Linked DNA regions of Canis lupus: region 2 is linked to region 1. A link is a contact called in public Hi-C data. All regions are on one chromosome and are shown on one strand. Each heading gives the region's core, a stretch centred on a gene start, on an enhancer-like site or on the middle of the called end of the contact. The rest is flanking DNA. Distances are from core to core; before and after follow the strand shown.

Evidence for each region. Hi-C and Micro-C count contacts between places; a contact is called where the count stands out from the background.
Region 2: a Hi-C map of blood shows a contact between it and region 1, with 2.0 times the contacts expected there. The contact joins the promoter of ASTE1 here to the promoter of LOC119877453 in region 1. A contact is called at or near these places in 2 of 9 Hi-C or Micro-C datasets (both in blood).

What each region holds. Positions count from the first base shown.
Region 1 is chr23:28,608,587-28,612,431 of UU_Cfam_GSD_1.0, forward strand. It overlaps LOC119877453 (collagen alpha-1(I) chain-like), which reads right to left and starts at 1,788. Exons shown (of 8, transcript XM_038571347.1): 1 at 753-1,788; 2 at 452-541. The coding sequence starts at 1,788. ATP2C1 (calcium-transporting ATPase type 2C member 1) reads left to right here and starts at 1,531. Exons shown (of 28, transcript XM_038570826.1): 1 at 1,531-1,694.
Region 2 is chr23:28,754,238-28,758,082 of UU_Cfam_GSD_1.0, forward strand. ASTE1 (protein asteroid homolog 1) reads right to left here and starts at 1,778. Exons shown (of 5, transcript XR_005377021.1): 1 at 1,445-1,778; 2 at 1-256. It overlaps NEK11 (serine/threonine-protein kinase Nek11), which reads left to right and starts at 1,837. Exons shown (of 17, transcript XM_038570831.1): 1 at 1,837-1,974.

The sequences.
Region 1 (3,845 bases), core at 538-3,037:
TTGGGAATTTTAAAGTGACTTCGTCGAATAAAACCTTAACGTTTCTTCGTGGAGAAGTGCATCTAGAAAGCTGTCCAGAACTTTTGACCCTAGACTAATTCCCCCATATTTGGGATTAAATGGGCAACACAGGTAACTCGGTTCGGTTGTTTATTTTGACATTGAGGGATCCCTGGGTGGCGCAGCAGTTTAGCGCCTGCCTTCGGCCCAGGGCTTGATCCTGGAGACCCGGGATCGAATCCCGCGTCGGGCTCCCTCTGCCTGTGTCTCTGCCTCTCTCTCTCTCACTGTGTGCCTATCATGAAAAAAAAAAAAAAAGAAATAACCACTATTTTGACATCGAACATGTGGTCAGAGAACATGTTACAGGATCTGAGATAAGGGGCAAGTTTTTTTGTTCTTGTTGCTGTTGTTTTTTTTAATGAGAAAAAGTGTGAATGGAGAAAAATACCTCTAGCACACAAGGGAGGACTTCTGCCGTCGGGTTCTTGGTGGCGGAAGCGGTCGAGCTCAGCAGGTGTAGCCCTGCCCTCTAGCGGATCTGGGTGTGAGAGGACTTCGTTTCAGTCTGTTTCTGGTTTACCAAGGCTTATTTATTAACATCAACTGTCCATAAAAAAAAAAAAAAAATTACTTATGGCGGGGGGAGAGGGGGGTTGTCTGGGTTAAGATGCTGAGCAAGTGAAAGATTCAAGCGGCAAAAGACACAGCCAGTGGCCGAAGGTGATGCACCTTCTCCGGCTTCCACACACCTGAAAAGGCGGAGTCCCTCCCCCGAGCTCTGCAGCCGATGCTCGCCGTCTCCGCACACACGGGCCCTGGAGGAGACCGATCCCTTGGCCGCGCACAACTTCGGGAAGTCGCCCCGCCACGACCTGCGCCCGCGGTCGGAGCCAAGCGGCCGCCCCGGGGGCCTGCGAGGGCGGGTGGCAAGTCCCACGGAGGACCGCAGTCTCTCTGCGTTCGCCCCTTCCCTCGGAGGTCCTCGCGTCGCCCGCCGAGATTGTGACGGCCATCCCGACGTGGGGAGGAGTCGGGACACCTGCGGACCCTCGGACACCTGCGGGGCGCGGAGCACGCGCGGGCCCGCCCGCTTGGCCCGGCCCCGCGGCGGCCTCTCGACGATGCGTGGCCGGGGCTGGGCCTCCGCCCCTCGCGCCCAGTGGGTGCGTGGAAACGGGCGGGCACCGGGGGTCGGCGAGGAGCCTCCACAGGGCGGGGAGGGCCGGGGAGGGCCGGGGAGGGCCTCGCACCCGGCGCGCCCTCCCGCGGGACTGCTCCGCACCCGCAACCAACCACGCTTTCGCGGCGGGCGGCGCGGCCCGAGCTCCACTTCCGCCGTCGGCGCCCGTGCGTGACAGTGCGCGTGCGCGCGCTCCTCTCGCGGCGGAAGTAGTAGCGACAAAGCTCGGTCCGCGGCGGGCCCGGGAGTGCGGAGCGTGCCGGGGCGGGGGGCGGCGGGCGGCGGGGAGGGGCCGAGCGCAGGAGGCGGAGGCGGGCGCAGAGCCGCGCGGCCGCGCCGGAGCGGCCGGGCCGACCGTGACGGGTCCCCTCGCCTCCTCTCCTTTCCCCTCCCCGACCGCCCTCAGTGCGCTCCCTCCTCACGCCGGGAGCGGGCTCCCGCTTGGCGCCGCCGCTCGGCGGGCCACTCCTTTTCGCCCCAAGCGTGCGGGGCGCTCCCGCGAGCCTCGCGGGTGAGTCCCCCCATCCCCGCCCCCCGTCCCCGCAGCCCGGAGGACCGGGTTCTGGGGCTTTGGGAGGGCACCAGTGTAACCTCGTGCCCCTCATTTCCAGAAACTTCCAGGTCCTGAGGGAGGGAGCGTCCGGGGATACCCCGGCCCGCGGGTGTCTCTAGGGCGCCGCCCCGCCGGCTGGAGCTGGGGGCGTCGCGGGGGGCTGAGGCGGGGGGGGGCGGGGCGGGGGCTCCCTCCTCTGCGCGTCTCCCGTCAGCGCCGCTTCTCCCGGTTTCTCTTGCAGATGCTGCTGCTAGGGGTGGTGGGAGCAGCCGTGGGACGTGTGGCCGGGAGAGGGGGTGACAGCCTGGGATTCCGGGGGCTTCTCTTCCTTGTCCTCCTCTCCTCTCTATTCCCAGTGTGGCCGCGGCTGACACTAAAGACTTTGTAGCCATCAACCCAAGTGCAGTTTCGATGGAAAATGAAGGTAAAGGCCCCTGGCAGACGGATTGCAACGCGGAGTTGAGGGTGTGGTGGTTTGCTTTTAAGTTGCCTTTCTTTTTTTCCACCTTTTTATTTTCCTGATTTTTTTTTTTTTTCCCCATTTGTGAAGTATCCAAGGAATTGCTTTCTTGGGATACTAGCATTTATTTTGGTAACATAGGGCATTTCGGAAATTAAGGCGCTATGGGCTGACTGAGCTTTATTCTGCTTTCCTGAGAGAGCTGCTGTCTTTAGGGAATGGAAGGGAAGTTTTCATTTCTGATAGCATCTGTGCTTGTTTTAAATAGTTATTTGAAAGGAATCACTCGAGGGGAAATGGAAAGGGAGAGGGAAGGGGATGCACTGCCTCTCCGTATATTTGCATATCAAGCCTTGATAATGTTATGTGACTGGATTAGTTTATAAGAAACGAGACAGTTTTTAGTTCATGGAGATTTGTTTTTCACTTCATAAAAAAAAATAACTTTGAATTTAACAGAATGTTAACGAGGAGATTTCCTCTCTTATTAAAGTTCCTCCCTCCCTATTTGAGAACATCATTTAGGAGGTTGACAGTGGAACTTGTTTGTCCACTGTGCACTTTGGACCACTAGATCATCATTCACATGTTACTTGATTTCTTTGGTCGCATTAAAGTATTTAATGCCTTTTCACTAGACAGCACTGGTGATTTTCCAAAAGCGTCGAATAACTCTGAATATTATTTCCTCTCCTGAAACAACCACACTTATTCATTCCCGGGACTGACTTCTGACTTGTGTGTGATAATCTTTCTCTTTTCTTTCCCCACCCTGGTCTGCAAGATGCTATGAAAGATACTTACACAAATTACAGTTTGTCTTCTTGTGTCTTTTGGTTTTTAAAATCTGAACTGGCACAAAGGAGAGGCAGTGGGGTTTGCTGGTTGCTTTCTCACTTGTTTTTCCCATTTTAAGAACGTAAGCTCAGTTGCCCTAGGTAGGACTGGTAATTTTCGCATAGATATTTCTTATATGCATGATCTGTTTTGCTGCCTGAGACCCTGGGATATGTGGGAAATACGAGCGGCACGATTATATTGCTCAGTTTTACTCTTCATGAATAATTGGTGGAAGACATTTTCTGAAATATTGAAGTATATAACTGCAGAGGAGTTATGCCAACCTAGTAGGGTCATTAGAAAGAGCATTTGAAAGCAGTGATGTTTTTGTTTGATGGAATGGAGAAATCACTTTTCTGAGGCTTTCTCTTTGTCTTGATTTACAGATTTCAGAAAGGCAAATCCTTTCTTCACAAGAGACAAAGAATATTAAATGCACTTGTATACCTGTTTCTTGGTAGTTGTATCTTAAATAACATCTATGCCTTCTGCTTTCAGAGTGTTACCAGGTTTAAGAGAGTAGTCTAAAGTAGGTGTATTCTTAGGTGTTGCTTTTGTTTCTTGATCTCTTAGGAAAAGGGGCATGACTAATAAAGCCGACTCTCATATTGTCTATTGACGTGAGAGGGAGTGGTGGTGAGATGGAAGCATGCTGCATGCTTGTGTCTGATTGAGTCTTTATTATTTGACTTCATAGTAAAAGATTATACTTAAAAACTTGCCGGGGTTTTCTGCCTTGTGATAATCAAGAGGCCTTTTTTGTCAATTTCTCATTACCATTAATTACATGTTTTCCTGTCTCACGTAAA
Region 2 (3,845 bases), core at 528-3,027, 150 kb after region 1:
CTAATACAACATATGGACAGATATTACAAGCCAACAGTGATTCAAAGAATTTTTGTGCAACATCTGCAAAAGAATCATAGTCTCCTCCATACCGAAGTTCCAAGTTTGAGTTGAAGCAAAGCCGGTGGAAGAGAGCGTAGCCATCAATGACAATTTTTGTGTCTCTTAACTTCAAATCAGTGAAGAACTCATTACTATGATCTTCCACAAAGCTCATTAGTCCTCGAATACCCATGATGACTGTCTGAAGAATTGCCTGTTTAAAACAGCAGAACACACTTTCAACTAATGCTGTTTAATGGGGACCGAGTCTTAATTTCCAACACCACAAACCAACATCAAATGTTATGAACAGCTCTTTAAACAGAACATATTAGGCGTTAGCCTCTCAATTCTTACCTAGATGCTCAAGTAACACCACCTAGCTGAGTGCCTTTTCATTCTCTTTTGCTTTCCCCATGTGTGACAAGGCACAAATGCAATGGTTTCATGGAGTTTAATCTCTGGATAGGGTGGAGGCTATTGATTCTAAAAGAAAATCAGTTAAAGCCCATTACTGACATACTAACAGAGCCTACTGCGGGCTCTGATATGGAAACATAACAGTCATCACCTTGCAACAACATTTTCGCGGGGTCAAAATAAAAAGTCCTGAGCTATAAAAATGATACCCTCTCACTCTCATAACTAACGAACCAGAGAGTACCGGGCTTCAGTTAACGAAAGTGTGTAGGGTCAATGATACCCATCCAGTTTTTCTTTATTGATAATCAGTCTGGGAATTTCGTTTAGGCCTTGGCTTGTGGTCAGTCCCATCTTAATTGGCATATAGTTTTGAGTAAGGAAAATTACTGCTACATGCATGCAGGAACTCCCCAGCTTCACCCTAACTAGAGGTTCTTTCCCTCTTCTTGCAATTGCATATCTGGCTCAGGACCAAGAATATCGCTCCCTCTCTGGCTAACTGGAGTCACAGAGTGTGTGTTACTAGCTTTTCCTTGGGCCTCCCGCTCCAATAGGGCTCAGCGTGGCACGGTCTTTATTTAAAAACCATGAGATTTTTATCGACGCCCGATTTCTTTTGCATTGATTTTGATTTTTAATTATATTGCATTAAAATGTGTCTATCTTGATTACAGACTTCTGGGGCACCCCTTGCATTTTGCGCCCACGCCAGTTCACCCCAGTTTTGGCCCTGCCCTCCTCAGCATCTTATCTGGTATAGCAGTTATTTATTGACGTCTGTCTTGCAAAGCTTATGCGAACGGAGGCCGTGGCCACTCCTCCTAAGCTAATTACAGGGCCTCGCAGGAGCTGAACAAACGTGTGCTGGGTCGGAGGAAGGCGCCCAGAAGGCTTGAGGCCAGTCGTCAAACACAGGCCTTCACACCTCGCTCCTCCACAACCCTCATAACCGGCCACCCGGGCCAGCAGCCGAGCGCACCTGCACCGTCCTCCCCGGGGCCGGCCCTTCCATTAAAAGGCTGCAGGAGCCACTGCTGGAACCGCCCGCACGTGAGGGTCCGACCTGGGGAGCGGGAACCGGAAGTCGCCGCGTATGACGTCACTGGGAAAGCTCGCGTCCAGGAAGCTGGTGGAGCCGGAGGGCGCGGGGGCACAGGGGCTCCGGGGCCGCGGGGCGCGAGGTCGCTCAAGGCAGGCGGGGATGTCAGCTCCGAGAGGGCCGCTGCCACGTTAGGAGAGCCAGGCGGGCCCGACCTGGTCGCCTTTCCCCGCCCACCTGGGTCACCGCACACTTCCGCCTCGGCGCCCGGCCCCGTGCCGCCTCCCGCCGCTTCCCAGCATGCCCCACGCTGTCTCCCTGGCAACGGGGCGCAACAGCCTGGCCCCGAGGTCGGGCGGCTCGGCGAGGCTGCTGCACCTACGGGAGACCTGCCCGGCGTCCGTCCCAATTACGGGTGGGACCGTGGGCACGGCCTGGCGCCGCAGCTCCTCCGCCCTCGGCCCCGAAAGGTATGCGAAGGGCGGCCCGCGTGGCGCGCCGGGCTCCCCGAAGCCGCGGACGGTGATGGCTTCAGGTCGCCCCAGCGGGGCTCGGCCCCCGGGGGCCTCCGTGCCCGCGACCCCTCCGCTTCCCTTGGCTCCTCGCCTCCCAGATCCGCTCCCGCCTCCGGAGCAGAAGCGTGGCCGGCGCCGCCTCCGTATATGTTAGCCCGCTTTGCGAAAATGTAATTTTTTTAAAAAAGAAGTTGAGGCAGGGAATGTTCGTTTTACCTTAAGGTTAAGGTTTGCCTTTAAGGTTAGGGTTCGGTGGGGGAGGGGCAGCCTTCGGCGCAGGGCGTGACCCTGGAGACCCGGGGTAGGGTCCCACGTCGGGCTCCCTGCAGGGAGCCTGCTTCTCTCTCTGCCTGTGCCTCTGCCTCTCTCTGTGTGTGTCTCTCATGAATAAGTAAATAAAATTAAAAAAAAAAAAAGGTTAGTGTTCCACTTAAGCAGAATCTGGTGTCTGACCTGCTTCCTCTCTTTATGACAAGGGAAGAGAACTACTTGACTTGAACCCGTGATGAACACGCTCCTTCCCTTGTCTTTTGCCCCCAGCCAGGTCAGTTTGCAGGAGGTCATCTCTCCCCTTTCTCACGGTTCCCATCCGACTTTCTAAGTCTTCTCTTCCCTCCTCTCACCACGCACACTTTTTTTTTCCTCCCTTGGGCAACAGTCGGTCTGTGTGTGGATGCCTGTTTGCCTTAACAGAATTTGTTGAACCACCTACTACTATATGACAGGAGCCAAGGATACAAAGATACAGAAGGTGTGTGTATCTGGCGCTCAGCTTCATCCACAACCTTCAGGAGGTAGGGGCGAGTGAACGTTGACAAAGGAACAGATAGTTCTGGAATCTAGACAACATGGGACCTGCTAGGGTAGCTCTGTGGTTGCACAGAGGAGATTAGTGGAATTGATTACTAAAGGTCACAGGGCTGAGTCTGGGAGTTTGGCAGAAGGGAACCTAGTTCCAAAGTAGTCTGTGGGCCTGGCCAGACTGCTTAGATGACATTGCTGGGTTTAAAATTAAGCTCATTTACAAACAGGAGCCCCTGGGAAATTGGACTTCTCCAGAACTAGTCTGTCCTTCACTGAATAGGGACCTTTATCTCATCCCTAATATAAGGAGAATTACTGGGTCATCTGGAGGGTTCTTTCCTGTTGAAAACTCTATGAGTCCATGTATTTTAATTTGCCAGAAAGTATCACTTTTGTGGGAGCAGGGAAAGCAAACAAAATACACATCTGGAGGACTGCTCTCCAGTCATTTTTTTTCAGTAGTAGATTTTACTGATATTTTCTGTGATCTTGATAATCTGATGTAAATTTTTATTAATTCAGGGATTTTGAGGTTCCGACACAATGCTAACGTTTTAGTATTGTCATGAGCACACGATGATTGGTTTCTTCTCCTCCTCCTTTTTCTTAGATTTTATTTTTAGGTAATCTCCACACCCAACATGGGGTTCAAACCCACAGTCCTGAGATCAAGAGTGGCATGCTCTGCCAACTGAGCCAGCCATACATGCCCTCCCCCTTTTTAAAGCTATTTATAGAATACATCTTACTGGCATCAGGTAAAACCTAACTGATTAATGCATTAGTTTAAGAAGAAAAATGCCTAAATACACATTTACTGTTTTGTTCTAGTCTGAGGATATTTGTAATTGCCACCACCATGCAAAGTGTGTTGGTCATGAACCCCAAACTACACAGGTAGCATCTCGTTTTATCGTTATACACGATAAGTTTTTGTCTTATAGTTGTGGAAACTTGACTCCAAGGCATAGACTGTCTTCAATTAAAAATCATGTTTTCATAGATTTTAAACAAATCCACTT